Regions from separate parts of the Mus musculus genome. Here all the other regions are linked to region 3. Evidence: chromatin contacts called from public Hi-C and promoter capture Hi-C data. All regions are on one chromosome and are shown on one strand. Each heading gives the region's core, a stretch centred on a gene start, on an enhancer-like site or on the middle of the called end of the contact. The rest is flanking DNA. Distances are from core to core; before and after follow the strand shown.

Evidence for each region. Promoter capture Hi-C pulls out the DNA fragments that hold promoters and counts their contacts. A called contact is a pair of places that touch in the nucleus more often than the background predicts.
Region 1: a contact with region 3 is called in a Hi-C map of liver, with 2.9 times the contacts expected there. The contact joins the promoter of 2810030D12Rik here to the promoter of Proz in region 3. A contact is called at or near these places in 8 of 39 promoter capture datasets (the 3T3-L1 cell line, the C10 cell line, cranial neural crest and 4 more), 1 of 484 Hi-C or Micro-C datasets (liver), 1 of 115 datasets of contacts at active chromatin or transcription factors (embryonic stem cells) and 3 of 9 other capture datasets (adipose tissue, liver and pancreatic islet).
Region 2: a promoter capture Hi-C map of embryonic stem cells shows a contact between it and region 3. The contact joins the promoter of Adprhl1 here to the promoter of Proz in region 3. A contact is called at or near these places in 11 of 39 promoter capture datasets (3T3-L1-derived adipocytes, the C10 cell line, HPC-7-derived erythroid cells and 7 more) and 3 of 9 other capture datasets (embryonic stem cells, liver and pancreatic islet).

Annotation. Positions count from the first base shown.
Region 1 is chr8:13,199,213-13,202,046 of GRCm38.p6, forward strand. 2810030D12Rik (RIKEN cDNA 2810030D12 gene) reads left to right here and starts at 1,570. Exons shown (of 2, transcript NR_166508.1): 1 at 1,570-2,081; 2 at 2,476-2,578. It overlaps Grtp1 (GH regulated TBC protein 1), which reads right to left and starts at 1,412. Exons shown (of 8, transcript NM_025768.2): 1 at 1,269-1,412; 2 at 837-988. The coding sequence starts at 1,315.
Region 2 is chr8:13,252,617-13,255,492 of GRCm38.p6, forward strand. It overlaps Adprhl1 (ADP-ribosylhydrolase like 1), which reads right to left and starts at 1,546. Exons shown (of 7, transcript NM_172750.4): 1 at 1,202-1,546. The coding sequence starts at 1,412.
Region 3 is chr8:13,059,551-13,062,453 of GRCm38.p6, forward strand. Proz (protein Z, vitamin K-dependent plasma glycoprotein) reads left to right here and starts at 1,358. Exons shown (of 8, transcript NM_025834.4): 1 at 1,358-1,549. The coding sequence starts at 1,480.

The DNA.
Region 1 (2,834 bases), core at 320-2,819, 140 kb after region 3:
ATATGAAGTCCCTATTATCTCAATGAAGCGATGAGGATTCCACAGCAAAATAAACAAAAAGCCCTGCAAGCAGGGAGGGGCCTTTGGTTCTACAGAGAAGAAAAATGACTATCAAGAATGGTATAGGGGAAGGAAAAAAAAAAAAAAAAAAAACGCTTGGAGAGGCATGGTAGTTCCTGTTCAGAGAAAGAGGAAAGTTTGTCTTGGAACTGGACTTCCAGGAGCCCAGCCCTAGGTACCCCACCCCTACCCATCTCTGAGAGATAGGCGCTGTTCTAACCCCCCTCAGAACACAAGGCCTTCTCGAGGCTTCCCAGGAAATATGGACTTTGCCCATCTACAGTTAAGAGGGCGTGGTGACCATGGAGAAAATTCAACCAGGTAAGGAGCTCTCCCATCTGCTGTGTGGCACAAACACACCCTCCTAGGGGGTCTCATGATGTCCCAGAAGTCGCGCTTGGGGGTGGTGGGGTTCAACTATAGAGGGGTCCAGTTCCTATGGAAATGCAGTGTATGCTCGTGTGCAGGGTAGTGATGGTGTTCGTAGGTCTGGCTTTGGGAGTTCCGGCTGGTGGGGATCCTGCTGCTGAGGAGTCCCATTTAAAGAGGGATCCCTCTACTGCGGGGCGGGGGAGTCATGCTCACAGGTTTCACAGGGTTCTACTGTTGGGGAGTCATGCCATAGGGACTGTAACTACTGCAGGGTAACAGCTACTGCTGGGAGGTCCTGCAGTCCAGAGGTCTCGCTGGGGGTCTCGCCACAGGGGTTCTGGCCCTTGGGAGAAAGTCCTGTTTGTTTGAATGGCCGCTATGCCAGCCAGCATCAGGCCTCTCACCTGTCACGCTTTTCCGGACACCACCGTTTCCTTTTAGAAGTTTGGACCATTTGATCGCCCTCTTGGTGAGTATCACCAGGTACGTGGAAAAGAATTCTTCATAAGCCGCATAGTCAAAGTCTTCGGGCCTTTCAAACCCATACGGATCGATCCTACAAACAAAAAGAACCTGTTTCCCCGAACCAAGTTTCCGCGCCTGCGGGGATGCGGCTGGGGTCCAAGAGCTCCGACACCCGACACCCCTCGGTCCGCCCCTCCGTCCATCCTCAGTTCACCTTCCCTTCCTCTCTTCCTCCCCTCCTCCATCCCCTCCACCCCCTCATGCCCCTCGCTCTCCGTGGACCAGAGCGCGTCCCCCGCGCAGCATCGACTGGCTCAGACCCAGTCCGGAGAGGGCGCCCAGCACCCCGCGCGCGCGGCCTCCGCACCCACCTGGGCACCCGAGCTCGCGCCGCCTGCGCGCGCTCTGCGGGATCCATGCGGAGAAGGGCCAGGGACCGCGGGACTCACAACCTCTGCAGCCCCGAGCGCTGGACCCCGGTGCGCCGCTGGCCCCGGGGCGCGCGAGTGCTTCCGGCGGGGGCGTGGCCGAGACGGGGGCGGGGTGGGGACGAGGGGCGGAGTCAGTGGGGGCGGGGCGGGGTAGAGTGGACGGAGCGGGGCTGGGGTGGGGGCGGTGTCGGAGATGGGAGCGCCTAGGGACCCGAACCGAGTGCACCTGCTGCAGCCTGGCACTAGGGATTTGAAAATCCATGGAGATGGAAACCTATGCCGAGGTTAGAAGACCTGGATCCACTTTGCAGGATTTTAAATATCCTTCAAGCCTCAGTGCCTGGCAGACTGGACTTTGGACTTCGGACTTCCAGCTCCGATGCTGAAAAAGGAGGGTTTTTTTGTTTGTTTGTTTTTCCACTTTGCTTCCTTGCTTGTCGAGGCTGAGAACATACGGTGTTTTTGAGGGCCACCATCAAAGGGTACTCGCTTCTCCAAACCTTGGAACCCGAGGTCTAGCCTTGGAAAGAGTTGCCGCCTTACCATCTCTCCTCGCCTAGGGAAGCCCCAGCTGTGTGCGCTACTGCAGGGTCACAGTGCCGCGGTGCCGAGCTTCTTTCGTGGTCCCTGTCGCCGTCCGTTTCTTGAGATTTCAGACTCTGGGCTTGGAAACCAGTTGACTGCCTTTCTTAGCGAGGTGCCCTCGGAAACCTGTGGAGGAATGTTTGGATTATGAATGCTCACCGTGCCGAGGTAAAGCATAGGGCTTTGGCGCCTTCGGGCCCTGTGGTCAGCGGTGGGACGGATCGGACGTTGCAGAAGCACTTTTCTGTGGTGTTTAGAAGGTGCTACCCACCTTCAGCTGACTGTAGTTGGAATGACCCTCAGCTGGACTTTGGGAACTCACTTGAACTAGTTAGAAACTTCAAAGTACCTAGCAGGAAGCGGCGGGGGTGGGGTGGGGGTGGGATTAGAATTTAGCCTGGTCCACTGGGACACTTGGATACCCCACTGTAAATGATCCTGACCTCAGCGCCAAGAATACAGGCAGCACCCGGTGGGACCGGTTCTCTCTCTCTCTCTCCCTCTCTCTGTCTCTCTCTCAAGGCTACATACGCAGCTCTGCCCTTTACTTCATTTTCTCTAGGTTTTGAGACTACTGTAAGACAGATGAGAAAACCTGAGGTTTGTATTGCTTTCCCTCCTCCTTGCTTTGACCAAACTCTGCTGAACAAGGATTCTCTACCAAAGCCTTGGTGCCTCCATCTTTCTTTCTTTTATTTTGTATTTATTTATTTATTTTATTCTTTTTACTTTCTTTTATTGGGGGGGGGCAGTGTCTCACTGTGTAGCTCTGGTTGGTCTGGAACTCACTATGAACACCAGGCTGGTATTGAACTCAGAGAGATCTACCTGTGCCTGCCTAACACACACACACACATCCTGAGCAATGGGAATAAAGGCACATGCCACCATATCTAGCCCCATCTTTCTTTTAGAATACAG
Region 2 (2,876 bases), core at 296-2,795, 190 kb after region 3:
ATTAAAGGCGTGCGCCACCACGCCCGGCTTCTGACTGTAGTTTTAAGTCCTGTTCTCCAGAGGTTGTGAGCTGTGGTGTGCTCTGAGCTGTACTATCGACCATAAAAGCAGATAAGTATGCCCCCAAAATATGAGAGGAAATAAAGATTTGGAATTCATAATACTTTCGAAGCATCTCGATCCCCGTAGTGTGGTGAAAGCACCTCAGCAGTGTGCTTTCTTCTGCCTCGTTATTCAGGGGCAAGTTGATGATATTCCTATACAATGACCACAGAATCCATAAATACCTGCGTTTCATCATGAGGTACACTCAGAAAGATGCTTCACCATTTTCAACAAGCTGTGACACCATATCTTATCAATGTGTGTCTGCTCTATTTAGAGACACGGCATTGGTGGCATTCCTATACAGTGACCACAGAACTAAGCTGGGCGTGCTCACGACAGACGGACAGAGCAGGGAATGCGTATGTGGGGTCTGTTGGCTCAACTGCTGGCCTCAGGCCTCAGTTTTGCAACGATGGCATGCCAGACCTGCAGGGTATTACCATCACACTGTGTCGAGAAAAGACACACGGCGCTTGTATATGGGCGCGTCTCTGAAATCCAGGTAACATTTTGTTGATTTTAGCTCCTTAGGAAACAAGCTTTGTTCTTCCATGTCCAAAACTCTTCCTTAGACAATTTACTCATAAATTACGCCCAAACTGGATCGCTCGGACAGACAGCTCAACCTTAATTATTTGGATCGGAGATGCCACCCCCAAACAATGTTATCTCAGTGGGCCCACATTTCAAGCTCTTCTTTATAGACTTAGAATAAGATGCTCAGCCTCTGCAGTGCACCTATGTCTGTCTGTGCTTTGTCTCCCCCACCCCTGCCCCGCCCTGCAGAGCAGCTCCTAGAGGGTTGCTCACCTAACACAGAGACAAGCGAACACTGTTCAGAACCAGGAGCTTAATTATCTGCCAAGGGCTGCTGTCCCCTAAAGACACTCAGGAGAAACATGACCTGCCCGCTGCCTCTCAGGCTCCAGGTCTTGGGGGAATATTAAATCCCTGCCTTCAGCAACAGTGTCAGGTAACACAGGGCTCTAAGACACCACCTTCAGGGTTCTTGGTACTGGTTTGCTATCAACCCAGGTGGCCTGTCTTTCTACCCCAGCACACTTGGAGCCACGAATACGCCAGTCAGTCCTACCTGTGGTCAGGGCTTCAGCAGTCGCCATGTGCATGATGGTGTTGTCGCTCACTGGCCACCTCCCAGGTGAGAGCACAAGGCTGTCCAGCCCCCCTGTCTTTTGCAGCTCCTCCTGGATTGAGCCTAAAACGCTGTTCTCCCTGCAGATGTTTCCATAGCCGAGGGCATCTCCAACACTCCCCAACAGCATTGCAGCCTTGAACTTCTCCATCTTGGAAGGTGACCCCTCTTACCCTGCGGTTGCCTTTGTCCTCTCCTGGCCACCCTTAGCCAGCCCCGCTGACATTTATACTGGTCATTGTATCACCATCCAGCACTCTCCAAATGACCAGGCGTTCCTTCCCTGCCTTGGCAGGTGGCACCAATGAGATAAAGGCTCAGAGCTCACCACGTGGGAGCTGTTTGGGACACGCTGGCTCTCCAGCAAAGGAGTCTGCTGGCACCAGTGTACACCCAGCCAGCTCAGCCCAGCTCAGAGCCCGTGAGCTGTGCTACTCTGTCAGCACCTTGGTGAGTTGTGCCCCCTGCTGGCAGAGCGACATACCACAATGAGAACATACTGCTCCATCCCGGTTCCTTGACCATCTGCTCTGCCCTACCTTCAGACAGACACACTCCTTTTGCCCCTTCTTGTCTGCCCTCTTTCACTCAGCATAAAACTGAGGCCCACCCATTGTAGTTTTATGCTTTTAGAAAACTTTTCTGGCTGGGCAGTGGTGATACACGCCTCTAGTTTCAGCATTCAGCATTCAGGAGGCAGGGGCAGGTGGATCCCTGAGTTTGAGGCCAACCAGGTCTACAGAGTGAGTTCCAGGACAGCCAGGGCTACACAGAGGAACCCTGCCTCAAAAACAAAACAAAAAAAACAAAACAAAAAAAAAACCAACAACAAAAAACAAACAAAACCCATCCCTTATTATAAAATTGAGGGCTGTGGGCTGCAGTAGACCCGACAGAGCAATGTTACCTAATGTATACAAGGCCCTTGGTCTGATCCTCAGTTCCATTAAAACCATGACATGAGAGAAAACCTTACAAGAACGAGAACTCCCAGCTCCTGTGAAAAAGTGTTCTCTCACAACTTAGTGTCCAGTAAGGGGCTCCAGTGCTAACCTTTAGTGATGCGTGTCTATACAAACAAACTTCACTTGTTGTAAACATCACTGCCTGCTCATGGAATTATTAAATAATGAGGATGGATAGGTGCACTTTATAAAGCCAGGCTTCTTGGTTTGAAATGACCTAGGTCAACCACCTCCCTATACCCTGTCTCAAGCACAAACCTTGCAGCCTCAGACATTGCTGGCCCTCTTGTGACGTAAATCTGTCACCCAGAATTGGCAGTGCATCACTTGGACTTAGAATACAATTGGAAAGAACTTTAGTGTGTAACAAGACGCCCTTCCTGCTGGCCCAACTCTCAGTCTGAAGCAGTCCCACAAATCCAGAAGGTACATAGCTCCCATCCAGACAGACAAACAGCAGAAGCCAGCAGGAGCCAGCTCCCACTTACGGTGTACCAACTTATGGACAAGTGTGACCTGGCTCAAGGAGTGAGGTCCAAGGACTCTTGGGAGAGGCTTTGTTGTGGATGTTTGGAAACCACTTCTACACTATTCGGTCAAAATCACACACAAGATAAGGCTGCCTCACTAGTCTGTCTACCTGACATTCA
Region 3 (2,903 bases), core at 108-2,607:
TACAGAGTGAGTTCCAGGACAGCCAGGGCTACATAGAGAAACCCTGTCTCAAAAAACCAAAACCAAAACAAAAAGAAAAAAAAAAGGAAAAAAAAGTCAGAAGCTATAATGTGTAAACAGATGACCTGTGAGGTAAGAAAGACATACCCAGATGATGACAAAAAAAATAAAAATAAAAAAATGAAAAGTCAAACAAATAAACAAACCAACCCTGAGAAAATACCATTGAGCTTGGTTTGTGTTGGCCATCTGCTGGGCATGAGACCTGCCTTTAAGTGTGGTTTGTCTTCCTAGTGGGACTCCATTGGGGAAAACGAACTTTTCCTTTGAGAGTGCTTGCCAACTGGAGAGAACTTCTGGGTTCCTAGTGGGGTTTGTGTCTACCTCCCCTCCCAGCCTGGGAGCCGTCTGGCATAGATGTGTGCACGCTGCCCCGTGTCTGTGTCCATACGTGTGTCCATCCCATTGTATTGAGAAGGCCCACTTTCTTTGTTGTCTCGTGTCTACCTCGGGCTCTTACAAATTTCCCAGCATTCCTTCCTCAGAGTTCCCTGAGTGCTGACGGGAAGGATTTGGACCCCTCTTCTCAAGTGGCTGTTCTTGGTTTTGAGATTAGTTTTTAACAGTGTGTAAATGTTCACGTGGGATGGATCCCCACAGACAGATCTCTTCAGCCTTTCCCTAAGACACAGCACAGAGAGACCTCAAGACTGCTTGAACGTCACCTGCTTGATCCTAGAAAATTAATTTCCAGCTTGGGTCACTCACGAAAGGTACAGTTGAATTTGTTTCTCATCCAACTTTTTAAAAACAACTCCACAGTGTATGCATTGAAGATAGGGTGCTGCCCTCTCTGTCTTCTTCACTCTCTACCTTAATAAATAATTGTGCTTATAGGTGTCATTAGATTTTTGCCCCTGTGATTGTCCTTCATTCAACCAAAGATACAGGCACCTGCTGCACTGATAGGACACATTTGCTCACGATACTTTCGTCTCCTCCTACTCCAGCGTCCCTGTGCGTCTGGCTCCAGACACGCCAGCTGGCTTCCTCCTGCATGTCTCAGATCCCGCTGTGCACTCTCACCAAGGTCTCTCACCTGCCCATTTTCATCATGGAACTTTGCACTGTAAAATTCCCTTCCCTGTTAATGCTACCTGCCTCTCCTCTGTAAGACTACATATTCCCTGCGGTGGCATCCTTCCCACTCACTGCTGTGCCCGGACCCAGGAAGGCGCCTTGTGGGGGAAATGAGCCCACCTGTGCAGAGATCCCCTCCACGTCTCTCTCTCCCTAACAGTAAATCCGGAAGGAGCGGAATGAGAGTGAGCCTCCTCCCCGAGCCTCTGGGTCCATGGGTCATCTAGGCTAGCCTCTGTGTGTTCTGAGGCACACACTGACCGCAGTGCTTCCCAGGGCCCTGGACTTTGGCTGTTTGCAGACTTTGCTCTGCCTGGGCCAGCCAGGCTCTGGGTTAGCATGGCTGGCTGCATCTTGCTGCTCCGGGGCTTCATCCTTACCCTCATCCTGCACCAGGTGGAGCTTTCCGGTAGGCACTTGCTGTTTTGTTCTTTTGAAAATGTTCTCGCTTTTCCCCACTAATTTATTTATTCACTTTAGAATCTGATTGCACCTCCCTTCCTCCCGGCACCCCCCTCACACAGCCCCTCCCCCACCCCTCCCCTTCTCCTCTGCAAAGGGGGAGCCCCACCCCCCCCCGGGTACCAACCCATCCTGGCATATCAAGTAACTGAAGGGCAAAACATTTTCTTAAGGCAGAGTCTTATTCTATAGCTCAAGCTGGTCTAGGACTTACTATGTAGTTCAGTCTATCTTCAGCTCTTGGCAATCCTCCTGCCTCAGTTTCCCACATGCTAGAACCACAGGAATGAATCACCAGACCTAGCCATCTCATCCTTGGGACACTCAATGGTTCTAGAGATGATCCGGTCTCTAGGGGCTTGAAAGGACAAGCCATGATCTCATTCTCCCTCCTGAAAGTCAGTGTGGTACAGCCTAAGTTGTGCAGGATGAGACCAGGCTGGCCACCCCTTAGCCAAAGCTAGGCTGCAGCCTGTCTATGTGCCAGATGTTCTTATTCTGTGCCAGAGGACTGCGGGACAGCTAGCCTGGGCCTGGATCCACCCTGCTGTCTCCACCCTGGAGCATCTAAGCTTTCTGTGGCACTCCCGGCCTCTCTAAGTCTCCTCAGGGCCATCTGTGTGTGGTTCCAGGCCGCTGACCTCCACTCTCTCTGACTTCCACACTCCCTCCGTTCATGCCTCACACTCCTGTGGAAGTTTGCTCAATGCTAACTCCCTGTGAGGATGGAGCCCACATGGGCAAGTTCTGTCTGCCGGCTCTCCGCACTCACCCGGGCCTGAACACAAAGGTGCTCAGAAAATCACAGTTGTAGGGTTGAGCCTGCCGAGCCTTGTGATCTGCATGTATGGGACTACTTGGTACCTTGCACAGTGGAGTGTGTGTGTGTGTGTGTGTGTGTGAGAGAGAGAGAGAGAGAGAGAGAGAGAGAGAGAGAGAGAGCACTGTTAACTTGCTGTTGACAGTGACCGTGAGCTGGATGCTCCTGGTGAGTAGGACCAGATCTCTAAGTCCTGTGATGGCATCTGTCGTTGTTGTGGACAAAGCCTTGTTGCCACATCAACACCAAGCTGTGTCCATCTTTCTGGCAGGCTGTTCTCTCCTCAGACCACTGCCCAAAGAGTCCAAGATGGCAGCATGGGTACGAGGCACTCAGAGCCCAATTCTGCCCTATGAATGTGCAGGAAGGAAAACCATGTGGGCCTGAGCTGGGCCTAAGGGAGCAATTTAGCCTACCCTAGTGCTCCCTGAGCCCAGAGCTGTCTGTCTGTCTGCCTGTTCAGGACTCCTTCCTACTGTGG